Linked DNA regions of Mus musculus: all the other regions are linked to region 3. Evidence: chromatin contacts called from public Hi-C, Micro-C and promoter capture Hi-C data. All regions are on one chromosome and are shown on one strand. Each heading gives the region's core, a stretch centred on a gene start, on an enhancer-like site or on the middle of the called end of the contact. The rest is flanking DNA. Distances are from core to core; before and after follow the strand shown.

The links. Promoter capture Hi-C pulls out the DNA fragments that hold promoters and counts their contacts. Hi-C and Micro-C count contacts between places; a contact is called where the count stands out from the background.
Region 1: a Hi-C map of regulatory T cells shows a contact between it and region 3, with 4 times the contacts expected there. The contact joins the promoter of Farp2 here to the promoter of Gpc1 in region 3.
Region 2: a contact with region 3 is called in a promoter capture Hi-C map of the C10 cell line, with 2.3 times the contacts expected there. The contact joins the enhancer-like site here to the promoter of Gpc1 in region 3. A contact is called at or near these places in 1 of 39 promoter capture datasets (the C10 cell line) and 1 of 9 other capture datasets (adipose tissue).
Region 4: a contact with region 3 is called in a Micro-C map of embryonic stem cells, with 4 times the contacts expected there. The contact joins the promoter of Ing5 here to the promoter of Gpc1 in region 3. A contact is called at or near these places in 1 of 484 Hi-C or Micro-C datasets (embryonic stem cells) and 1 of 115 datasets of contacts at active chromatin or transcription factors (thymic regulatory T cells).

The regions. Positions count from the first base shown.
Region 1 is chr1:93,510,271-93,516,589 of GRCm38.p6, forward strand. Farp2 (FERM, RhoGEF and pleckstrin domain protein 2) reads left to right here and starts at 1,834. Exons shown (of 27, transcript NM_145519.2): 1 at 1,834-1,914.
Region 2 is chr1:91,927,335-91,933,904 of GRCm38.p6, forward strand. Hdac4 (histone deacetylase 4) reads right to left here. Exons shown (of 27, transcript NM_207225.2): 26 at 6,322-6,463; 27 at 1,445-6,052. The coding sequence ends at 6,013. Among named protein-coding and RNA genes, the nearest start is that of Gm46242, 51 kb to the left of the region's middle. Within about 2 kb of position 1,882, at least 5 of the 459 cell types and tissues checked have an H3K27ac peak or open chromatin away from gene starts, as enhancers often do.
Region 3 is chr1:92,828,048-92,834,427 of GRCm38.p6, forward strand. Gpc1 (glypican 1) reads left to right here and starts at 3,598. Exons shown (of 9, transcript NM_016696.5): 1 at 3,598-4,050. The coding sequence starts at 3,885. Gm29481 (a long non-coding RNA gene) reads right to left here. Exons shown (of 3, transcript XR_003947946.1): 1 at 4,648-6,380.
Region 4 is chr1:93,800,464-93,806,576 of GRCm38.p6, forward strand. Ing5 (inhibitor of growth family, member 5) reads left to right here and starts at 3,502. Exons shown (of 8, transcript NM_025454.2): 1 at 3,502-3,576; 2 at 5,585-5,656. The coding sequence starts at 3,540. Dtymk (deoxythymidylate kinase) reads right to left here and starts at 1,471. Exons shown (of 5, transcript NM_001105667.1): 1 at 1,235-1,471; 2 at 339-447. The coding sequence starts at 1,364.

The DNA of each region.
Region 1 (6,319 bases), core at 584-3,083, 680 kb after region 3:
TACGTTTTTCTACCTTTTTATTGTATGTGTATGAGTATTTTGCCTGCCTGCATGTCTTTGTACCATGTGTATGCCTGTCACCCAAGGAGGCTAGAAGAGGAGGGTGTCAGGTCCCCTGGAACTGGACTTAGAGACCGTTGTGAGCAGCCATGTGGGTGCCAGGAACTGGATTTGTGTGTTGTGGAAGAGCAGCCCTTAACAGCTAAATCATCTCCCCAGCCCAGGAAAGTGACTTTAAAAATCTGAATTTGCTCTGGTGAGATGCCTTAGTGGCTAAGAGTACTTGCCTCATAACGTGATCAAACCTGAGTTTGATCTCAGGACTCATAAAGGGAGCAGAGCCACATAACCCCAAACTTTATCCTAATCTGGGTGGATGATCAATCTCTTCGGCCTGGCCTCACTCCGGTTTGTCAGCATGACCCCTGGATTGACCACCCAGTACTATCGGAGTCTTTCTCATCCTCTTGCTCTCTAAGCAGCGTACTGACACTAGGAAATGAGGCTCCTGCTCTCTAAATCACTAGGTTGCTCATGTCAAACCTCATTCTTGCCTTGTCCAGTCCAGCTCCTTTTCTTTTTTTTTTTTTTTTTGGTTTTTCAAGACAGGGTTTCTCTGTATAGCCCTGGCTGTCCTGGAACTCACTTTGTAGACCAGGCTGGCCTCCAACTCAGAAATCCGCCTGCCTCTGCCTCCCAAGTGCTGGGATTAAAGGCGTGCGACACCACCCGGCCCAGTTCCTTTTCTTAATGATGGACATCACAGTCAGTGGCTATGGCAGTGGCTGGTTACAAATAAGGGATAGCCAAGGTGGTGGAGGAAGTTGGGAAGCCTACTAAAATTGCAGACCCAGTCAGCCTGAGCTTCTAGGTTGCCTTGGAGAAGCAGAGAGCCCCCCCACCCACCCACCCTCCAGTGGGCTGAGGCCCTCCCTGCTTATCTTAAGGACTTATTGCCAAAGGCTAGAGTTCTATATGAATCGCTTGGGGGCCTGTGTGGATTTATTTAGCCTAGACTGGTTCAAAGGGCTGGCTCCCTGCAGGCCCATTCGCTTAACCAATGGAAGAAGAAAGTGAGTTTGCTGCAAGTCTGAAGTGGAAGGACCAGAATCCAGTCTCACCATTTTTCATTTCCAGAAAGCCTCAAATCCAGAAAGGAACCGCGAGGGCTTCGAGGACTCTTAGCGTAGCCTGCACCTCAAAAGCGTCCCTTTAGGAACAGCTGGTGCCTAAAGACCACGGTTCCACTATTCCCTGGTTGGGCACCACGGATGGAAGGTAGGAAAGAGCCTAGTAGTCAGGGAGGCCTGAATGCCAGAATAGTCCCGCGAGCTTGAAGTCCAAGGCCCCACCCAGAATCGGGGCTGCCCTGCTTGCCAAAGCCAGGCTGTAGGCTGAGACCCGCCCCTGTGCCAAAAGTCCCGCCCAGGGCCACCCGCATTCCAGAGTCCAGGTCTGGGGTAGTCCTCCCGTTGTTCCAAAGCTGCGTCCAAGATAGAATCCTCCCGTCGCCTTGTCAAAGCGAAGACTAAGACGGAGAACTCGCGGGTTTCCTAAGTCCCACCCAGCACAGAGTCCTCAGGTCCTAAAGCCCCTCCCAGGGCCGAGGACACGCACAGCCCGCCGAAGCCCTGTTGCACCCGCGGAGAAGCTGCACAGCTTTGCTTCTGACTTTATGGGGCTCCCTCGCCCCGCCCTGTCCCATGTGATCACCAATCAGAGCTAGGTGCTGCGCTCGCAGGCGCCGGTCGGGAGGACCCGCCCGCAGGCCAATCGGTGGTGCGTCCGCGGGGGGGCGGGGCTGCGGCGGACGCGCGGCGGGGGCGGGGAAGCAGCTAGCTGTCGGGATCGGGCGGCGCGGGCGCAGGACGTGGAGGAGGCCTGGCTGGCGGCGGCGCAGGCCGGTGTGGCACGGTGAGGACGCGGCGGCCGTGGGCGGGGGAGGGGAGCGAGCCGCGCAGGGGCGCTGGGTTGGGCATGGGCTTCCTTCGTTGGCCGGACCTCAGCGGAACCCGAGCCGGACCAGGCCTGAGGCTGGCCGTCCACCAGAGAAAGTCCACGCCCGGCTCTGAGGCCTTCGTGAGGCGCGCCAGAGTCCGCGTTTGACAACACACGTCTGTGGACGGCCTGTCGGTGGAGGGCGAAGGGAGGGAGAGTCTCGGGTCCAGTCTGGATGTCCGCTGAGGACTGGCTGGAGAGTTGCTTTTGTAGATGGGCAGTCTGGGGAGGGCTGAGAGCTGCAGAGTTCCAAGGAGCCAGGCTGTCAGCAGAGTACTGAGGACAGGAACAGCACACGTGGAGACCAGCTGTCGAGGAAGGGGGGTGATCAGAGTCTCAGCATCTCTCGTGGACACTGAGTGTCCCGTGATGGGTTAAGGGCCACAAGAATGTCCTGCTGAAGACCGCCCCCACCCCCAGGCCAGTGCTCTACAAAGCACCTTGGGAAGCAGCACCCGGAGCCACAAATGAAAGCCCAGAAGGGCATTCTTTTTTCTTCTCGGCCTTTCCTTCAGAACTGAGACTCGGATATTCTTACTCTGCTAAGATCTAGAAACAGTACTGGCCCACTGCCTTTTACTCATCCGAGATTATAAGCACCTTTGCCATTTACACACGTGGCAGTGATTTCTTAAACTCTTTCATGTCCCAGTAATGGTGATGAAAAATTGAAATGAAAACAAGGCATTCGTGAAGGAAATAATGTCGATACACCGTGCTGAGAAAGAATGGAGAGCCTTAAGATTCCGGACAGAATCTTTAAAGGGGTGGCCTTTCTCCCTAGCTTTGTTCTGTTTCCATGAGGTGTTTTTGACTGGGCCACTGTGAAAATATTTGGTAATTAGTGGGTAGCACCGAATTAGAGTCGGTCTTGTGGAGACGGCATTATGATCAGCAGCACAGATTCTCACAGTGTTAGCAAGATGGAAAGGTCATTTGAAATGGGGAGGTATGAAGTAACCTTTACTTGTAGGCCAAATAAAAGTTTTGTGAGTTTCGGGACGTGGGAAGGCATTTGTGAAGCGCTTTGTGGCTGTTTCGTTGTCAGTTCTAAAGTTTTCATATATCCCTGTCCCCCACCGTTTTTTGTTGAGACAGTTTCCATAGCCCGGGCTGGCCTCCAACCCGTCATCCTCCTTTGTCAGCCACCTGAGGGCTGAGTGTAGGTGGAGCACAGGGGTGCGCCATGGCTTCCTATGCATAGCCCCGTTTTAAATAAAGCACGGGAAGACCTTGCCCGGTGGGGTTGTGGATGACTCTCTGGGATACCGCAACCATGTAAACCTCTGCTTCTCCGGTGTCCTTGCCCTGCCACATTGTAGAGATGGTGATTATCGAGTTAGGTTCCTTCCTACAGATTCCTTTACAGAGAGGACTCAGGTGTATCTCTCATTTGCCCCGCCTCAGGTTCCTCATCCATAGAGTGGGTTTAGAATGTATTTACCTCAGACGCTTGTTGCCATGACTAAGAATCAGTTTTTCAAAGCCGCTAAGATGCCCTGCATCCAGTAAGTACTTCATTAACTGTTACTGACAAGTGAAAGGGCGACCTGAGTCAGTGGCAGCGCAGGCTAGCCCTGGGTATTTGTAAGAAGAGCTAGAGACTTGGTGATTCCACAGAGTTATCCCACTTGAAAAGGGGTAGGGTCCAGGGAGGAGCATTGCCTAAGCAGAGATGAATCCATGGGTAATTCTGCAGGACGCCATTATGTCTGTTTGTCAGTTTCCTCCTTTCCAAACACCCCTGCTTCTAGTCACATGAACCCCTTCTGTATTCAGACATTAACAGATTTCTCTAAATTCTGCCAATCATTTTGGTTACATTCATAGTTTCCTTTTCCTTGCTTTCCCTTCATGAACTCTGTACATACCCTGCCTTGCTCGGTGTGCAGCCAGAACACACTGAAAATCTGGGTGACTCTAGTCTGTTCTCTAAGGTCCATATACAGTCCTTTGGCTCTGTGTATCTGTTGAGGTGAGGGTTTTACTTTACCAACCAGAGTTGAAAAGCTGAGGCTCCCATAGAACGTAGTGCGATGAAGTCTGGTGTTATAATTTACTCAGGAGTGTTTATGTGGGTGATGATTGTGCTCTATTTTTGGAAAGCAACTGCCAGTATGTGATATTTTGATTTTTGAAATTCCACTTAAAAAAAAATCTGATAGGCAAACCTTGTATCGATCAGGTGGTTAAGTAAACCTCTTGGCTAGTAAACATTCGTTGGTACGCTCATTCCTGTCCCTCCTCACAGCATCATTTGAACCATTTCGGTCCTGGGAAATAGGCTGTAAGTAGTTTTTAAAAAAAGATTTATTTATTTTATTTATATGAGTACACTGTCACTGTCTTCAGCCACACCAGAAGAGGGCATCAGATCCCATTACAGATGGTTGTGAGCCACCATGTGGTTGCTGGGAATTGAACTCAGGACCTCTAGAAGAGCAGTCAGTGCTCTTAACCGCTGAACCATAGTCTTTTAAGCTTAACAGTGAAATGGTGTGCACATAAAAATTAAAGTATTAAAAAGTATGCCTGAGGACATGGACAGAGTTGTGAGGGCAGGATGGTGGAAGTGATTTTGTTTTAGATTTGTAGGATTATTTCTCTCTAAGCCTGGTATTTTAGTTTATTGCTACCTTTAAAAACCTGAGAATGGTTAAAGCTTGCTGCCAAGCCTGGCGACCTGCATCAGATCCAGGGACACTCATGGTAGAAGGAAAGAAACTATTCCCCAAAGTTGTGTTCTGACCTCTCTGTGTGAATACTGTCAAACATATGTGCACACACATACACAAATAAATGTAATTAAAAACCTCAGGGAAAGGGCATTCTAATGTGACTGGATACAATGATGAGCCCTGCTGTGGCTCATCTCACCTCCCCAGCCCATTCTCGTCACATCCCAAAATAAACTTCATAATGCCCCACCCCCTAGCTTGTATGGACTTTCATCTAGTTGAACTACTAGACCCCTGACAGCCCAACCCCAGGCAGCTTCCTCTTCTCTCCTGTGTTGTCTTGAACTATCTGTACTCTGCCTTTCTGCACAGGTAATGTGCCCACATTACGTGATTGGGACAGGGTCTGGCCGTGTAGCCTTGGCTGTCTTGGAACTCATAGATCACATTCCTCTTTCTCAGGAGTGCCACTATGCCCTACCCCATCTCTTGCTTCCTGTGAGACCCCATCCCACTGAGTCTGAGAGGCCACTGCAGTGATTTTTTTTCCCCTCTCTGTGACTGAGGTGGACAAGTGGTCATGTGTGCTTACATAATTGTTTCCTTTTCTTGAATACACTCCTCTGTGCGAACATCACAGAATCAGGGTGGAGTTAAGGCCATCTGCAGAGGTGAGGAACTGCTAAGTCATTCGCCTCTATGAACTGGAATTCCTTGAGCTATAAGTGTGGGAGCCCTGCCACCTGTCACAGGTAGTTTCGAGCGATAAATGACACAGTGTAAAGCAAAGGGCTTGGTCTGGGCCTCCTGGCAGTGGTGGTTACATGGAGCAGGGCAGGGGCTACTGCTCTGTGTGTGAGGATTGATTAGGCTTTTTTGGTTAGGCTTTTCCATTCATCCCAACTGCTCTTTCATCTGCGGAATTCCTCTGCTAGCCTCACTTTGTCTGTAATATTTACCACCATCTAACATCCCCACTGGAATATAGGGACTTTTCTCCCTTGGTAGGTCCTATATCCTTAAGCACTTAAGAGTTTCTATTTTATCAGAATAGGTGATCAATAAATGTTTGAATACAATAATGAAGTTTTGTGGAGGGGGGCAAAGTCTGATGTCAGGTACTGTGTGGAGCCTGAAGCATATATAATTAGAAAAGTGTAGGCGGCTCACGACACCTATAACCCCATCTCTAGAGGAATGAGACACCTTTGGTCCTGTGGGCACCTGCCCTCAAAATGCACATGCCCCCACACACAATTTAAGATAACAAATATAAATCTTTGAAAAGAAATCAGGTTGCAAGTAAAAATTTATTAGTAAACATGTGTCTAGTATCAGAAAAAGCACGAAGCTAGGAATGTAGCTGAGTTGGTTTCCTAGCATACACAAAGCCCTGAGCTGGATCCTTGGGGCCACTTGAACCTGACAGACTGCCACATCCCTGTAATCTCAGGAGACAGTGGTAGAAACAGGAACACCAGAAGTCAACGCCATCAAACACAGCCTGGGATACATGAGACCCTGTTTGGGAAAAAAGGAAGGAAACATGTGATGTAATATTACCTTGCATGTAATTCTTTTTTCTTAGCTATGTATTTTTAATTTCCTTTTCATGGCAGTGAGAAGATAGAATTTGTTCATTC
Region 2 (6,570 bases), core at 632-3,131, 900 kb before region 3:
CCTAGGCATCTCGTCTCAGCCTTGCTCTGTCCAGTGTTCCACTTCCAACTCCCACACAGTCGGACATGGTTGGACTCTTGTCCTAGCATCCACGGAGAGAAGACTCACACTCACTCACAACTGCTACCCCGGCAGGGTGTGGCTGTCTTGGGTTCCAGGTAACCACTCACTTTGATGCTTGGAATGAGTGTCCTCATCTAGAACCTTAGGACAGCTCACGGTACCTGTCCCACAGTCTTATTGGCCATTTTGCATTCTTGTCTCAAAATTACCTATCTTTTGGTCATTGTGGTCGTATGTCTTAGCAGTAGTGACAGCAACCCCACCTCCATCACCAACCTTGGGTTTATTTCGCTCAGGCTACACATGATGAAGGGAACTGATTAGTCAGTCAAGGTTCTTTGGCCTCGCTGCTGCTCCTGCCTGGCCAGTCTAGGGGAGCTGCTACTTAGGGGCCAGGCCGTGTGGCAGTGAGAGTGAATGGGAGGGGGGATCAAGGGGCAGAAGAATGCCTTTTACATTATCTGGACTGCTGTCTTGAGTGATCTGAGGTTGTTAATAACGGGCAGGAAGTGGAGCTTTAGTAGAACACACGTTAGGAGCCAGCCCTCTCCTAAGTGGACAGTTTAGCAAGAGCTTTCAGCAGTCCTAACAGTTCTTGGAACTACTGAAACAAATCTTCCAGCTTCATGACTTCATGCTCCCCAGTGAGGCTTTGATGGGGCTTGGTCCTGACTGAGCGAGGTTTAACATAGGCTGTTATGGTGAATCGTTCTGAACATTCTCCAAGTTCCTTCTTATCCAATTGGAGGTAAAGGCTTCCAAGAATTCATAGCTGGCATGCATTTGGCTCTTAATCAAAATGAAAAAAAAAAAAAGTGCAGACCAGGAAGTATCTGAAATTTATTAGGACAAGCTCTCAAGTCTACCAAGGGGATGCCGTCTCCCAGGTTGCTTTGCTGTAGGCACCATGAGAGTCAGGAAAGGTCTGCCAACCCAAGGAGTGTATGAGACGGCACCCCTTTCGAGCCTTCAGAGAAGGCTGACACACGGCCTTAGGAGACCTGAAGCCAGGGACATCCACGCCCTGCCTGTAACTTATAACAGTACAAACTACAGCTCAGAAATTACAGCTAAGTTTTTTCTGACCGGCTGGTGTGTGTCTGATGGCAGACCATGCTCCCCTGGAAACCAAACCCTCCGAGCGCACCTGGACCGGTGGGAGTCGGGATTCCTTGTTAGTGGTGGGGACTGGCAGCTTTCATATCTGCTCTGAGTGCTTAGCTGGGAAAAGTCTGAGAGGCTGCTGGAGTTCAATCCAAGTGACGGGGCCCAATGATTCCCCAGGGCATGGGAGGTCAGTGCCCAGTGTCCTGGGCGCGCGGGCACCCACAATCCCCCCCCCCCCCAAGCTGGGGGAAAGAACACAAGGAGGTAGCAGAGATGGGAGGGCAATTAACGCAGTCTTTATTTACACCACGAGAGCGACAAGTGTGTGATGTGGTACAAACACTGGACCCGGGAGGTGGAAAGAGGTGACCGCCAGAGGACACCGCCGGTCAGTGAACCCACCACACAAAACAAAAACAAGAATGAGAAAACCAAACATGACTCCCAACCCCGCCAAGAGGAGAAAGCGCCGCGGAGGGGAGGTCCAGACAATCAAAGAGAAAACAGGCTGTTACAGAGTGAAGGCGGTCGTGGCTGTGGAGCACACACAGCTTCATGTCACAGCGCTCCGGTGGCGGCTTTGACCACACTTCTGTAGTGAGCTCTTGCTGAATGAGGTCAGCCTCCTGCGCATATATGGAAACAGCATGTTTAACATTCTTACAGATTGGGAAATGGCATCTCCTCAGTGGAGTGCACAACCCTGAACAAGCCTGTCTGCATTCTTCTCTTCCATAGGAGACTCTGATCAACGTGAGGCCGGTGAGGCCACCAAGGCCGGGTGCAGAGCACGCCCGGATCCTTGAGAGGGAGAAATAGTTTCCTCCAGTGCCAAGTGTCGCTGAGACCTAGGGCTCACAAAGGCCTGGACTGCCCAACTCGGAAACCCAGCCCCCGCCCGTGTCTTCCTGAAGGAAGGAACCCATCAGCACAGTTGTGCTGAGACGGGGACTCACCAGAACCTCAGGTTCTCGACCAGAGGCTGGTGACAGCAGGCAGGGTGCACCTGGCCCTGTGTGGGGAGAGAAAAGGAGAAAACCAACAAAACAAAAGAAAATGCCCCTAGCCAGCTTGCCAGACAGGCAGTAGGGTGTGAATGTGGGGCTTGCACATGGATACAATCGACTCTCTATCGGTATGTCAAAGGTGCTAGGTAAACTTTTCTTAATGACAAGTGTGTAAGTAGTCCTTTTTTCTTACAATAAAAAGTACAGTTTCTTAAGAATAAGTTCAATAAGACTCAAACTCCCCCCTCTTCTCCTTCAAGGTTTTGTTTTACAGAAAAAATTCTGCATCTGCAAACATCATGAGAGGGGAAAGAAAGGCATTGTTTCTCCTTCCCCAAAGCTGCCGAGTTTGGCGTGCAAAATCTGTATACAATATAAAGACATGCCGGCGTACGTCCATGCAACCTCCAGGTGTAGGAAACTTAAAAAAATATATTTATATATTTATATCTATATATTTATATATGTATCAATGCCCATAAAATACATGGGCCCAAAGTCTACAAAAAGAAGGATGGAATGAGCACGTGGCTGTGACCAGTGAAGAAGGAATGTTCTGAGGAAAGAAACACAACCAAGTCTATCACCAGTGCTGTGGAGACCACTGCAGGATGGTCCTTCCTCTTGGGGACAGATTCGAAAGTAAAGAAAAACTGAAACACTTTGATAAAGCGGCCCTCAAGCCAGAGCCCTGGGATGTCCCAGTGGGTAGTGGCCTTGGAACGGCCGCCTGCTGGTGGAGCGTGGGCTCTCAGGGTGCAGGTGGAAGACCCAAGGTGAGTGGACACCGGCATCCTGAGGACACGGTGCTTTGGGCTTCCCTTAAAGGGATGTAAAGTGCTTGCTCCCAGCTCCCTTCCCAGCACCCACCAAGGCCTCTGCAAAAGAAGGGAGAAGGTGGAAGGTTCAAGGTCCAGGCAGGGGAGTGCTGTGGTCCTGCCCTGGAGGTCAAGGCTGACCTTCTGCCCTCTGCCCTGGGTGATGACTGTGGGGAAGGGCCACATGTGTCTTCAAAGGGAAGAAAAGGCTATATGGTAGGTAATGCTTTCAGCTCACAGGGAAGCTGGAGTGAGTTGGCTCCCTGGCCAGGCCCCTGCATCAAAGGGTGACTGAATAGGACCAAAGTGAGTCCCTCTCACAGTACCCTGGCCACTGAGTGGCCTGTTACCCCTCACCTGAAAAAGTAAGATGAGGTGCACCTCCCACGAGTCGTGGCTGGCACAAGAGGGCAGGTGGCAGGGTTTGCAGTAAATGGGCCAAGGCGGCCAGAAGAGCAGCTAGCTGGCCTCTGTCGCCATGCAGTGACAAGCAAGGGAGAGGTTGCATGGGCTCCCTCAAGTCTGCTCCTTCTCCAAGGGCCAGAGCAGCCACAGGGAGGGCAAAGTCAGTGACGTCCTAAGACCTCTCCACCCTCTGTCTTAGCTCAGCACTCACAGCAGCCCAGCCATCAAAAGTCCAAGAATGTGTGCTCAGCCTGTCTGTCAAAAGCTTGACCCAGTTCCCATCTACCCTGTAAATGCCACCAAATTCAGAAGCTTAGCTTGATGTCCCTTCTGAGTATCTCAACTTCCTCTCACCAGTCTGAACTCCACATACTTTGGAAAGAAACTGGCGGCTTTAAGTGCTAGAAAAGAAGTTAGCAGTTAAAAAGTTAGTTGTCATAAGAAAAAAAAAAAAAAAGAGCAAAGACAAAGACTGGCTGTCCCTCAGGACCCTGTGTATTCCTGCAGGACAAGGACAAAGGCCTTGGTTCAGCGGCCACAGGCTACAAACCCAGGGCTATGGCTCTAGCCAGAGTCCAGGTTATGAGGCCGCAATGGAAATTCCTGAACAGGTGCAGGGCCAGAGCCTCAAAGGTCTTTGGGAAACTCGAGCTGGGGTTCTATCCTGATGGAGTGGTTACAAGTCCACATTCACTAATGCCAACCACCCTCACGGCTCACGAGGCCTGCCCGCCCTGTAATACTAGCGGTGTTGCAGGGCAGAAGCCCCTGGCTGTGCTGCTCCCGGGTGAGCTGGACAAGACCAGGGTGCCACGCAGACCTGCTGCCCAATCTCGAGAGGTTTGCTCTAAAAAAACCAAGCATGATAGCAGCGCTCTTGCTCAAAGCAGAACCCTGCTTGCTGTACAAAAAGAAACAAAATCAAACCATAAAAATAACCTTCAGAGCTAAAAAAAATGTACAAGTAAGAATTTAGAAAGAAAAAGTTTCAGACATTACCACCTTCAGAAAACTGCTGAATGGTAAGGGAAAAATGTAAAATACACAAAATAATGTTTTCTTCAGGATCTTTTTTGTGAAAAATTCATACAAAAATCAACAGCAAGTTTATATCTTTTGCTATAAAAACTCATCAGGTACATATGTGCATGGAGTCTTGGCGAGGGCAGAGGTTCTGTTAGAAAATAATTAAAATTAAAGTACAAACTGGTAGGGAAGTTGCCCAGGGGTGAACATGCTGGCAATCTGGAAGCTGGCCAATCTGGAGCTCAAAAACCCTTGGGCTTCAATCCAGACCCCAGCCCTCAGCACCTCAGAGCTAACACACGTCTTTCACCTGCCAGGACCTCTGCGGTCTGGATTTATTATATATATTTATATATACTTTGTCTATAAATGCATTATAAATATTTTATCAAGATCTCATAAGAATCAAGTTTCTTAGCTTGGAATACAGTGGAATATATATTATACATATATATATTTATTTATACCTAAAATTTAAGCAATACTTCATGCTACCTGCTTTTAATGAAAAGCATTCCGATCGTAACACTGCAGTGTGCCTACGACATGCTTCACAACCGAATGGAGATGCTCAACTGCTAAGTGACGGATGAGGAAAGAAGACTTTGGATCCGTTTAAAATGTGTTAGACTTTAAAACTGCTGGCGGCGTTCGCTGCTTTTTGGAACTACCTCATCTTCCTTAAATGGCGATCAAACCAAGCAAGGCTGGCTGTACTTCGGCCCTCGGGGACAGTGGCTGGTGCCCACTCTTGTAATGCCAGGCTCAGCCAGCCACAGGACACTGTCACACCAATTCTCAGTGGTGTTTTGTTTTTGTTTGTTTTTTTCTTAAGGCATTGTTCCTCAGACTTCAGAAAACCCAGCCACAAAAACTTCCATCAGAGCAATAAAAAAGGCACAAACTCGCATCTTCCGGTGGCGTCGAGAAGCTCCAGCTGATTCCCAGGCTCACATTTCTGTTCTGTCCAGTTTTTTTTTTTTTTTTTTTTTTTTTCGTTTAAACTTTCTTCCAACTCTGTCCCTCACTAAGCTGTGAACCCCCACAGCACCCCACTAAGGTTCACAAGGCAGGCCAGAGCCATAGAAAATGGTTTTGTTTTCGTTTAAAAAAAAAAAAAAGCTACAAGATGAGTTGAGTGGTTTACACGGAGACTGTGGGATTGTGGGTAAGAATCAAATGTTAAGCACCAGTTTTAATCAAGTTTGTTCTGTATTATTAGATCTTTGATTTTCATTTTCCTCATGTCAACTTGATTCAGCAACTCTGCCCAAGTTGCCACAAGCTTCTTCCTTCGAGGCTTCCCAGGGGGAGGGGGAGCCACCAGCGTGTGCTTGGCTTCCACATGTCTGTGTGCCCGTGTGTTGCGCGCTGTCCTGTGTTCCATGTGATCTGCCACACCCGGTGTTCCGTGTGCGTCTCCAGACCTGTGGTCCAGGGCGGCAGAAAGGCTTCCCGTTGCTGCTGCACGCCTGCTGTCCCTTTGTACTCAAGAGAGCACCAAGGCAGGACGCAGGAGTGATACGGGTAAGTTTCTTGGCTGAGCTTCAAGACAGACAAACAAAGGAGAGAACAGCAGCTTCGGGCTACAGTGGTGGTTCCTCCTCCATGGGCTCCTCCTCAGATCTGTAGAGGAGAAAGGGGGTCGGGCAGGGTGCACAGTGGGTGAGGGAGGCCCTGTGCAATCAGGTTCCCTTTCTCACAGAGTTGTCAAAATCCCTGCTCCACCAAAGTGCAAGCTCTTTCCTGATAGACAGGATTGGTTTGTCGAGTCAGTGGGCATGCCACCATCTACCCTGTCCCTAAAGGGCAAGCCTGACACAAAGAAGACTCTGTCAGGTCCTCATGCACAGGTGTACTCAGCAGGCCTTTGGGACGGAATGGACAGGACTCACCTCTTCTCAGCAGGTTTGACGCCTACAGACAGCGAGGCCATGGCGGTGACTGTCTCAGCTTCTTCCTTCTCACACTTTTGCGCCTCAATCAGAGAGTGCCCCACCGTGGAGGACAGACGCTGCAGGCAGCGCCAGTACTTGCCTGGGGGAGAGGGAAACACTCAGTGACTCCCCACTTCTGCAGGTTAATGGGAGACTCACTTGTGTCTGAAAAGCGCCTTTCTGAAGAGTGCTGGCTGGCACTGCCCT
Region 3 (6,380 bases), core at 2,348-4,847:
GCTGCCAGCTGCCCCCGGAGCCCACTTTCCTCTCACCAGCCTCCCTATAGCATCTGCTTCTTTCCTCAGGGTGCTGCCCAGGGTGGGCTTGCTACAGAGCTATGGGCACCCTAGGCTTTCCATATTTCCCAGGCGCCACACCTCCTCCTAAGAGGTCGAAGTGTCGTCACCTGTCTCTCGAGCCTAGTCCATGCCTCTGGCCCCTGCTTGCACCACTTTGTACCTGTAACAGATGGCAGTGACTTTGACTGAAGGATGATCACGAAGTCAGAGAGAACATGAAACATGTTGGTTCCACCAGCTGGGGGAGGTAGTGTCAAATCACAGGAAACGGGGGAGGGGGAAGGGGTGGGGGTGGACAGTAGGCCTGGTAGGAATCAACAGACCTCCAGCCTGTTCCTAAGTCCCTCTGAGAAGTCAGAGCTCAGTACCCTGCCCCCCACCCCTGCCCCCAGATCCCTTCAGGACTCTTATGGAGGAAGCTGGGTGCTTGGGGCCAAGCATTCTGTTGCCCCCTCATCTTAGTTTCATACTCTGTGAATATAGAAAATAGCTTCAAATGGCTTGAAGGAATGCAGTTTCTCTTTAGGTTGGTTTTCTACTCATTCATTTCTGCTTTCTATCTCATAACCATACCCCACTTTGGGCAGGCAAGGACCCCAAGACACCCCCGTTTACTGGTCATACAGTGGTTCCAGCACCCATCCTCCCAAAATCTCTCATTGTAACTCCATTCTGAACCGCCACAGGAGGTAGCCCTAACCAGGTAAAACCCTGGATTTGACATCCACTGCCCTAGAGATACCTGTGTCAAGCTATGCCACAGCTCAGCTGAGGGACAGCTAAGCTGTTGCTTGTGTTGCCTCATATGTGACTATAACTCTGCAGCCAGGGATACAGGGGCAAGTAAGACAAGGTCTGCTGGGAGCAGCTCTCATCACAGGGATAACCAGTTTCCAGCTGCCAGCACTTTGGGATTCAAGACCTCTCTCAGCAACTGTTACTCTAAAATGTATCGAGTCTCCCTTCTTCGTAGGTTGGGTGGGGTGACGAGGAAGGAAGCTGCATGGGTGAGCACAGTTGAACAGAAGCCCCAGGAGGTGGGGGTGGGGTGGGCAGCATCTTCACTCTGTTCCTCCCAAGATCTTGTCACCTTGACTACAGCTGGATGGCTTCAGCAGAGTCCCCTCTGCCATGATGTCCTTTTAGCTCCGGCTGCCTGAACATTTATTTCCTGCTCAGCCTACTTGCTTTTTATTGCTAAGGCTGACAGGTCCTGCCTACTCAGGACTGAGAGGACTGGTTGCCTAGGTCCCTCCCTGCCCCTTGACTATGAGCTGAGACAGAGGGACCTCTGTGGACTCAAAAGACAACACTCAGCATGGTGGTGATGGGGGGGGGCAGCTTATCTCCTGCATATTTGATATATCCCAAATGCACTTCCTCCCACCTCCAGAGGAGATGTGGATGCTATGCTGTGACCCGGGCTGCTCATGCAGCTGGTGAAAGGTAGACACTCACCACTGAATCTCAGGTTTATTTCCTTTCAGTCAAGGTTGAGGCAGGTAAGTTAGCTCAGGTGTCACCTAACTAGGTACACTCTCTGACAGCTTTCTGCTACTTTTCGTAAAGTGTCCTGATCAGTAAAAGTGAGAAGAGAAACTTGGCCTTGGCATGACAAACACATCTAAGGGCCCCTTCTTGGGAGCACTAAGGCCGCTTCCATCCCAGGTTTGAGACCCCAGAAGGGAGGGGAGGCTGCTGGGGACCTGCCAGTCCTTACATGCTCCCCTCAGGCTTCCTTAGTCAGCCCCTGGGCTGCTCGCATACATGGTTCCTCAAGATTATGGAGACTCCAGTATGGAGAGGAGCACCACTTTGGAGCACTATCTTGGCTGCCAGTAGTATGACCTGTGGGAAAGTGCTATGCTGTTCTTTTGCAGGTACAGTGATAAAGATTTCCCTAGAAAAGACAGCCAACCTATACAGCATCATAGCAAAGGCCATAGCCTAAAGACCTGCCATTTTGGGGTCCAGAAATGGCTCAGACACTGAGCCTACCCCAAGGAACTATCTAGGCTGGTCAACTTACAAAGAGGCATTCAGTGGTGATGGCATGTTGAGAGGCCAGAACACATGGGGAGCACAGAAAGCAAGTAGGAGCCCTGGCCATTGCAAGTCCTCTATTAAAAGTGACAGGGATCCAAGCTGTCCTGGCCAGGACATGCAGTGGACAGGGGTCCGTGAGTCAGGAGCAGTGTTACAGTAGAGGGATGTGAGGATATCTGCTCCGATAGATTGGTTTTCCATTGTTACTCTCAAGCAATGACTGCAGAGATTAATTGGATCACTTTCCTAGGAGTTAGGACAGGAAACCCACCCCCTAAGGTGGACAGAACCCCTGACGGGAGGACATCCTGAGGCATGGGTGATTGGGGGTTTTGCCACAAACCTGCAAAGCCCTGATTCAGCTGAATCCAAGAGCGCTGCACTCTATTGACACATAGTGGTAATCTATGACTCTCAACCATAAACCACATCTCGCTTTCTTCCCATTCCCAGATTAGGTATCTAGATTCAGTCTAACCTCAGCTATGATGGCCTCTTCATAGGATAAAGGGAACAGCAGGAGGGATAGTGCTGCCCGGCAGCAGCTAAGCAAGAAACTCCAGACCCAGCACCATCACCAGCTCCCAGGTAGGTCCCAGGTAGGGTCCCTTCTCCCCACAATCATCCCTGCAGCTGCGTGACAGTTGGTGGTCTGCCACACCTGGCCTGGAGTTGAGCTGCCCAACATTAACTCCTCGCTCTATTCCTTTTGCCAGAGGTCACCTACCACGCTGCACCCAAGCCTACAGACCTGCCTCTGCCCCATTGCTCTAGCACCTAAATAGTCACGAAGAGGGACCGTAACAGTCGCTGGCAATCTGCATCAACTGAAGTCATCTGAGCTGATGAAGGCTAGTTTTTTTTTTTTTTTTTTTGGCCAGTTTTCAGCCCCCTCATCCTCCTCCAAAACACGTCAGACGAGAACTGGAGCCGCTCAGGGGCGGCTAGAAAGGGCGTATGGATGTAGGAGTTGTTGCTGGGGGGTGGGGGGCAGCAGGTGAGTAGGGAAGTGACCGGACCAGGACTGAGTAGTAGAAGCGCTAAGAGAGCAAGCCGGTAAGGTGAAGGATGGAAAGGAGCAAAGAGATGCCGAATTCGGCTGGGGGCGGGGAAGCTCCTGATTGGCCAGCGGAGGACGTGATGTCACGTCCGGCGAGGGAAGCCCTGCCTCAGCTGCCCCCCCCCCCCGCCCTGCCCCCGCCCCCACAGGTGGTGCCGCCGCCCTGGGTGCTGGGCTGGGGGGGACACCTTAGGGGACCCCGGACTCGGCCTTTGCACTCCAGGCTCTCCCCGCCGCCTCCCATCTCACCCAGGCAACGGAGCACATCGCCTGGGCTGAGAGAACATTCCCTCCTCTCCCTCCGGAGAGCGAAGGGGCGCCCGGTGCGCCCCGATCGTGCCCCGCCTCGCCCCGCCCCGCCCCGCCCGGGCGCTCCCCTCTTCCCGCCCGCGCTCCCCGCCCCTCCCTGCCCCTCTCCGCGGCCGCCGTGGGGCCGGGCGGGCGGCGGGGGAGGCGCCGAGCCGGGGCTGCGCGTTCGCCCGCCGCGCTCTAGGCGGCCCGACTGAGCGGCCGGACCTCGCGCCTCGCGCCTAGCTCCCCGCGCCGCAGCCGCAGCCGGCTTTTGTTGTCTCCGCCTCCTCGACTGCCACCGCCTCTGGACCACGAGCGTCGCGCGCTGGGACCTTGGCTCTGCCCTTCGCGCACACTGGGCTGAGCGGGCCGGCCGGGACCGAGGGAGGCGCGCACCGGCGGCCAGGGAGCCTCGGGCCCCGCCATGGAACTCCGGACCCGAGGCTGGTGGCTGCTGTGCGCGGCCGCCGCGCTGGTCGTCTGCGCCCGCGGGGACCCCGCCAGCAAGAGCCGGAGCTGCAGCGAAGTCCGCCAGATCTACGGGGCTAAGGGCTTTAGCCTGAGCGATGTGCCTCAGGCAGAGATCTCGGGTGAGTAAGGGCGCTGCGTCCGGGGGCACCGGACCCTAGCACTCGGGAGGTCTGATCTGGGCCCCTACCCGCGCCGCAGCTAGCCCCGGGCGCCAGAACCCGCCGCCTGGACTTGGAGTGGCCTCCTGCTCCTCAACTGGTCTATACCCCACGGCCCTCGCCCCCGAGCTCCGATCCGCTCTGTTGCTGCCCAGTTCCCAGCCACTACGCTCTAGAGTCCCTTCCCCATAGCAATCTGCGCTCCCTTTGGGTTAGGGTTGTTGCTGGGCGTCTTTGGTCCCCGGCTTGGCCCACTGTGCTGGCGGGGCAGCAATCCCAGCTCCGGGACAGCGTGCCTGCCGCCCTTGCGGCGAAGCAAGCGGTAGCTCTGGGACGGTCTATTGGGTCGCATATCCCGGTTGCAGTGGGCTAGGAACTTCTCTATGCGGATCTCTCCCAGAGGCGTCAAGGGTTCTGCTTAGGAATTTACGCGGATCCACAGCAGGAGCCGCCTAGGTGGGATTTATGGGGGAGATCCTACACTTCAAGCCTGGGTTCTAAGGAAATGTGAGCCCGCTGCGCGATTCAGGGGACCCCAGGGCTCGAGGGGATTCCTACCTAGGAACTTGTGCCCGCCAGCGCCCCTATCCTAGCACACTCGTGGTCTGACCGGGCGCTCCGGGCCGCCTGGAGCTGCGAGCCCAGCTGCAGGTGGTCGGCGTCTTGGATCCCGCCCAGGGGCCTTGTCATCTCTTTGTAAGAAGAGCGGCCCTCCTGGCGGCGGCCTCGGCCCTGCAGCTGCTGAGAGCAGCCCTTCCCCTCCCTTCCCTTCCCTGCTGCCTCAGGAGCTCTGGGAACCGAATCTTTATGAGCTTGGAGTGCCTATGCAATGTCCCAAGGACCTCCCAAGCCCCAGGCTTTGCTCTTAAATGTGTGGGGAGCTTTCCTGGATAAGTGTAACACCAGGGCCTTGGTGAGCAGGGAATTCCTGCTGTGGGATTCTTCTGAAACTGAGGGGGCTTGCAGACTAGAGACCAAACTCAACTGGTGTCGTAGGCACTCTGAATGAGGAAAGTAAGAGTATTGCCCAGAGGGGTGGCCTGTGGCCCCAACTTGCTTGGGAATGGCAGTAGATAGCCAGCCATGGAGAACCCTGTTTCTGGGGAGAGACAGAACCCACAAGACACATTGTGTGGCCTGAGTCTCTTGACTATCTCCCTCTCAAATGCCCTCAGAACAGGCCTTTCTATGCCTCTCTCTACATACAGCCCTGCCATTGCCAAAGCCACCTCCTACAGTTCTCTGGGCACTGTCACCCGGTGCCTGGCAGCAGCAGGTATAGTTTGGTTGGTACCCTGCTCACTCTACCCACCTCCAAACACACAGAAATAGGAACATATACCCTGACATCCTTGTGTATCTCTTATCCCTGCCAGACGTACCCTGCTCCGCACACATACCAGCCTGAGGCCTTCCAGCCTACATCTTACCTTGGCATGGATATGCCACCCATCTTAATGCCTTCTTGGAGACCTTCTTGAGCTTGTACCCACCCACAGCTACTGTGCCCGAGTAGGCAGGGACTGGCAATGTAGGCAGTGACAAGGGCAGTGAGAGGGCAAAATAAAGAAGCAGAGGTGTGGTCCTTCCAGAGAGCCTGGTTCTTACTACCCTGCAGTTGGGGAATGTGGGGGATTAGGAACAAGACAAGCAAAAGGCTTTGATGTCTGTGAGGACAGCCGTAGATGCCCATCCAGCTGGGGTGTGTAGGCACCCTGCAGAATTACAGCAGTCATACTGGTTGGGGCCCAGTGTTTGTTCAGAGACACCCTATTTATTGACATGCAAGGCTGGGGCCTATGTTTTCCCATCATCCCTATTGGTGCACCTCAGAACTGGTGCCACACTTTTCTGGAACCCCATGGGCTGCACCTCACAGCCCTCAGAGTGGGAGAATACCTCCAAGCCCCAGGGCACTAAAGAGAGTATTAGCATGTGGAGTGAGAAACAGGGTGACCTCCTAAGATAGCAGTAGCCCAAAGGGCAGCCAAGCTCAGGGTCCTGTCTGGTTCTGTGCCACCAGACCTGGACTCTGAGGACCAGGCGCCCTCTGGTGGCCCCTAATGGCGCAGTCCTCCCTGGAGCTCCTATGTAATCCCTTAGTTCCAAAGAGCTCCTACTTATAAGAAATATGGGAATACCCCAGGAGATAGGTGCCTGCTGAGGTTCAACTGGAGTCATTGGGTGATTAGGAGAGAGGAAGAGTGGCTCATGGGCAAATGGATGTCCTTTCCTGCCCCTGAGTCTTAGGGACCAGAAATAGCGGGAGACTTCCCTTTTATCAAACAGTA
Region 4 (6,113 bases), core at 2,252-4,751, 970 kb after region 3:
TAGTATCAAAAAAACAAAACCAAAAACCAAATCAAAAAAAAAACCTTTTAATAAAACAAAACAAGCCGGATGTGGTTAAATACGATGGTCAAATACGACGATGTTTTATCTCAAATACGGCGATTTTTTATCTCAAATACGACGATTTTTTATCTCAAATACGTCGATTTTTTTATCTCAAATACGGCGTCGAATGGTAGGGTAGAGGAAACCTCCCAAGCTGGCCTCTGGTCTCGACGTGCGGGTGTTTGCACACATGCCACACACAGGTGCTCGCACCCTTGCCACACACAAAAGTGTGCATGTTACAACCGGGGAGCAACGACGCAGGTCTTTACACTTGTTCCCAGCGGTTTGCAGAGAAGAGCAGGTGCACGGAGTGATCCTCTAGTTCCGTTTTCTTTTCCAAGTAGGAATTCAGAAGCTTGCCGATTTCCGTTGATCTTTCTAGAAAGACAAAGATACACTCGACTGAAGTCAGACTCTTCACCTGAAGTCTACAGGGGTTTGCACTTAAGTTCTCTCCTTGCACCTACACCTAACTTTCAACCTCCAGACAGCTTTGGACCATCTCTGAAGCCAAAGAAGTCTCCCCGAGAAAAGGAAGTAATGTACGTGCAAGTCTTGATTTCAAAAGTACTTGTAAGACTTTTGACTGGTTGGTTTGAAAATTAAAATATCCTGCAAAGTGGTTGTTCCAATTCCCAACCTACTTAATTTGTAGGATCAGGGGTTGGTGTCCAGTGTACAGGGCGCAAGGCCAAAAGTCAACCTTATGTTCCCTTTTCAGTACTTTTCCACCTTGTGTTTTCAGAGAGGAGCTTCTACCTGAAGCTCAGTTTTGGCTGAACTGGCTGGCTCACAAGTCCCAGGAACGAGTCCGTCTCACCTCTCCAGCGGTTGGATAAGCAACCGTACTAGGTTTTTTTTTTTTTTAACCTGGGAAACTAAACCCAGGCTCTCATTTCAGCCTGTATTTTATTAACTAAGCCATCTCCACCAGCCGGGCCCTCCCAAATCAATGACCAATGAAGAAAATGTCTTCCAGGCTTGTCTGCTGGCCAATCTGGTGGGGCCAGTTTTCTCAATTGAGGTAGCTTGAGTCAAACTGACATAGACTAGCCAGCACACGCATGCACAATAATAAATAAATAGATGTTCTAAAAGCTTTTAAAGATACTAAGACTACAACCCAAAGAGAGAGTGAGGGAATTCTCCAGGCCCACCCGCGCACCGGGGAAACGCAGCAGCTCCGCTCTGTGGCCCGAGGCGCACAGCGCGGTCACCAGCTTGAGGCCCTGCGTGGTCTTGCCAGCACGGTCCACACCCTCCAGCACGATGAGCGCTCCCCGACGCGACGCCATCGCCCGCACAGCACCGGTCAACTTGCCAGGTTCCCGCCAATGTTAGATGCAGCAGAAGCCCGGCGTGCACGGAAGCCCTGCCCTCTTCCGGTTGGAAAACGAATTCTGTGGCCTGCGGGGAACAGCTTCCGGACGTGACGTAATCTAGGCCCGGGAGTCTGCAGTTTAGCGAGCGCCAACTCGCGGAACTTCCGTTCGCCGCTCCCGAAGAGCACCAATCTTAAGGACTGTGGTTGCGCAGGCTCTGGTCACGTGGAAGTTCGAGACCTGTAACGGAATCAAATTTTTATGCCCCTAAGCGCGCTACTGAAGGGTTCTAAAAGTTTCTTATCACACACACACCTGCGCGCGTACAGGAGCCATGTGATGATCAGGCTCTGAAAGGAGTTAAGGATAGGAACATCGACCCCCAAGATGTACTTTCTGCAGCATTTTCGAACCGCTCAGGAATTTTCCTTGTCGTTTTAGTGTAAGTTGGTGGAAGGAAATGGGTTTATTTGCAGCGTGGGCAGAATTGAAACCACCCCCCCCCCTTTTAAATTCCTTTCCCCCTAGCAGTGTTTTTACAGACAAAATAAAGTCAGGGAAAATACATGAGCAGGAGGCGGGCAAATCTCTGTGAGTCTGAGGCCACTTACATAGTTTCAGGCCAGCCAGGGATACATTGTGAGACCCAGGCTCAAAAACCCAAACAACAGTACTCTAGAGGAAGAGAAAAAAGGATCCGCAGTCAAAGGCTGGGCTGGGTTATGTTTTGCCTAATGAACAAAGATTCCATACCCAGCACAGAATAAATTGGATATAGTGAGTGACATAGCCTATAAACCCAACATTTGGGAGGTAGATCAAGGTTTATGCAAACATTTGAACTAACACCCAAAGAAGTGACACAGATGCCAGACACATATGTAAAAATGTGCAACACAAACATATTGTTAGGAATCATGAATTAAGATAATTTCACCTCTTCGAGAATAGCCCAAATCTACAATTCTAACCCTTCATCATGCTGGTGAGGACGTGGAGCGAAGGAGACTGTCAGTGCAGAGGAGAAGGCAAAAACGGTGTGGAAGATAGCTTGGCTGTTTCTCAAGAAAGCACTCTACTTTTAACATGAAGTCAATATTTACCCAAATGGGTTGGAAACTATGTCTGCACACAAATGATTGTATCAGCTCTAGCCACATTTGCCTAAATATGGAAGCAGCTAAGATGTCCTCCAACACGCAAACTGATAAACTGGTAATTACACAGTGAAATAATTTTGAAGTAAAAAGTGAATTATCAGTTACTTACTAGGACATGGAGGAACCTGAACTGTATAATGATAAATGCAGCCAGTCTGAAAAGACTGTGTACTGTAAAATGCAACTACATGGCATGTTAGCAAAGCAATACTACAGAGACTCTAAAACGTTTATTGGTTACAAGTATGCGTGTGTGTGTGTGCGCGCGCTATTGTAATAGACCAAAAGAATTAAAGGCAGTGAAAAATATTCTTCAGGATGCTATAAGGGGGATACTTAATACTTCTCAGAAATATTAGAGCCCACCAAGAGTGGACTCTGGTAAACCCTGGATTTTAGTTATATTGTTTCATTAACTGTAACAGAGTTGCCGTAGGAATGTAAAATGTATTTTTGCAGGCATCGAGGGGTGCGTGGCTTCTTCACGAAGTGCGAGTCAAAGCAACCGAGGTCCAGCGTGGGCACGCCCCCCTCGGGACCAGACAGCCACAAAGAGCATGGAAGTTAACCGATGCCTGTGAGGGGGTCTCCTTCCGGGAGGCCCCGTCAGCCAGGAGAAACCACAGGCAGCGGGTGTCTGAACAACGCGGGAAGAGCGGCAGGTGTCGGCTGGCAGGTTTGGCGCCAGCACACGTGCAAGCGGAGTCCCCTGCCAGGGCTTGGAATCCGGCTGGGCCAGAGACAGAGCTTCCACATTGCAAACTGCGAACCGAGCACATCGCCCATCCGCGTTCCCTCAGGGCAAGCCCCACAGCGCCGCCTGGCGACCACAGCCGGCCGGAAGCCTAGGGGTGGCCCCTGAGTTGCCCCGCCCACTTTCCGGCCAATCGGAGCACGCGGCTCATGAATAGTGAGCGCGCGGCGCCGCCCCGCCCCGAGTCCGCGGCACCGCCCGCTCGCGCAGACCCCGAGCGTGGCCGAGGCGAAGATGGCGACTGCCATGTACTTGGAGCACTATCTGGACAGTAAGCACTCTGGCCGAGCCGCCGCCCGCGCGGGTTCGCGCCGCCGCCGCCGCCCCCGGCCCACCGCGATCCGTGCGAGGCTCCGGGATGCGGAGGAGGATGGGGACTGATCATGGGGACTGTGGGGGCTCACGGCGGGTCTGGGGCGGGGCCGCAGATGGAGGGCGTGGGGCGCGGCGCGGGGTCCCGCCGCCTCCGCCGCGCCAATTCCAGGTGCGTCACGGAGGGGTGTGGCCTGGGGCTCAGCCCGCCTTCTCCGCTTCGGCCACACCCCCGACGCTGACCACGCCTCTGTTCCCGCCTCTCTACTTCGGTCTAGGTTGCGGGGAGGCCCGCCCCTTCTTCACCTGCGGCTTGTGGTGCTCAAATCCCTCTGTAGAGCCAAAGCCACTGTGTTTGCTTGTGGAGCTGTAGGAAGGAACTCTAGGCTAGTGGGGTGCCTTTTTCGAGGGAACTCGTGCTATCACGAGCCAGCCCGGTAAGGGAGGATGCTCTGTATAACGGGTTGACCTTTGACATCCCAGAAATTGGCAACTCCGTTTATTTATAGACCGTGAGATTGGCTCCCAGCAAGAACTCGGAGGAGGATTATTTCCCACTCTATAGTGGAAGAATTGAGACCCTTTGGAGGGAGGTAGATCAAGCCAGTGGGGCGCCCATTTTCTCCTTGGGCCTGGGCAGTGGGACTCCAAGGTGAACTATCTTTATTCTGATGTCCATCCAGTGGGCATTCTGAGGAGGGTTCAAGGAGAGTTCATTTCACTGCTGACATTGTGTGATGGCCCCTTTCTGCTCTCTCCACCTGCCCTGTGCCACCCATGCGTTGGCAAGAGCCCTATTTCTCTACAACTCACTGATTAGTTGGGGTACACACACACACACACACGCACATATATATACATATATATATATAGCTCCCAAGATTAAGGCATGGGGTAAATATAGATCCAGAAACTGCTGATAAAGGTCTCTCTATCTGAGAGTAGAGAGGGCGACTGGAGGGTAGAAGGTTAAGTAGCTGACAGGGTCGCTGGAGTCAAGCTGTAGATAGGAATGTCTTGGTGAGCTCAGGAAGTTATAGGCTTAGAACAGCAAGTTTTATAAAATTTAGCCCTAAATTGCTGGCCTTGTTGGCTGTGGAGATATTTGAGTGCAGAAAGACCCAGAGAGGCAGCTGGAGCCTGCTGTAAACTTAAGGACTGAGGTGTATCTGTACTAGGGGATGCAGTGTGGGGCAGAAAAGCCACATGGGTTGGTTTGCCAGCCAGCTCACTTGAACCGCAGGGACTGGTGAGCTGCACAGTGGGACCTGCTCGGTGCTAATGGCTGCCTTTCCAGTGCTCATAGCAGTGTGTGACTAGAGACTGGTATGTTGGGCCTTGCCGAGAGAACAGTGTCTTGAGACCACATGGTCTGCAGCTCCTGGCATTGTAGGAATCTGGACAAAGTTGGAGAGATCAAGGAGGACTAAGGTTCTGGCTTGAGTTTGGGAGGATGAAGTTCACTGTGTGTGACATAGAGGCGAGGGAGGGTGTGGTTCAGGGGAGGAGTCTGAGCTGTCTTCCCGGCCTGTGTCTGCTGGGGGCCAGGTTTCTGCATCCTCCAGCTTTTGGCACTTCTGAAACTGTCAGCCTGTTGTGCTCACTGTTTGGTACCTTCCAGCCCCTACAAAGTCTTAATCATTTGGTCCCCAAACTAGGACAGAAATAGATGAAGCCTGCTGTTGTAGGCTTTGGTGTAAGGCCCTGTATATTTTATGTATATGGGTGTTTTACATGTGTGTCTGTGTACCACATGTATGCAATGCTCTCCAAGGACAGAAAGAGGGCATTGGATCCCTCAAACTAGAGTTACAGATGGCTGTGAGCTTTTTTGTGGGTGAGAGTTGAACTTGAGATTACTGGTAGAGCAGTAAGTGCTCTTAACAGCTGAGCCATCTCTCTCTCCCATCCATGGAGGCAGGTTTTTGTCTTATTGAGAAGTATAGCAACTTTCTTGTCTCTTTCAGGCATTGAGAACCTTCCCTGTGAACTTCAGAGGAACTTCCAGCTGATGCGAGAGCTAGACCAGAGAACAGAAGGTGGGTATAGCCTGGGCTGGGTTTTCACCAGAGAGAGACAGGAGCGGGCGTGGGGTGTCACAGGGCCCTGAAGGGACCTTGTATATTGGAGGGTTAACATTGCACAGTGTCTTGGAAGGAGTGCTGGTCCTTTTTTTGTTTTTTGTTTGTTTTGTTCTTGCTATGTACTGGCTGTGTAGGCCAGGCCAGGCCCAAACTCGGATCCACTTGCCTCTACCTCTGGAATGCTGGAATTAAAGGTGTCCACTATCATGCCTAATTTTTGTGTTTGTTTGTTTTGAGACAGGGTCTTACTCTGTAGCCCAGGCTGGCCTTGAACTCTCAGTGCACCTTCCATAGCCTTCCACGTATTTGGGAAGGAGGAGCAATGCTGATACTTTTAATTCAGGGTTAGTTTCTTGTAGGGTCAGCCTTGGGTTCAGACCTCATCTTCCACCTTATTTGAAAGGCAGTCTCT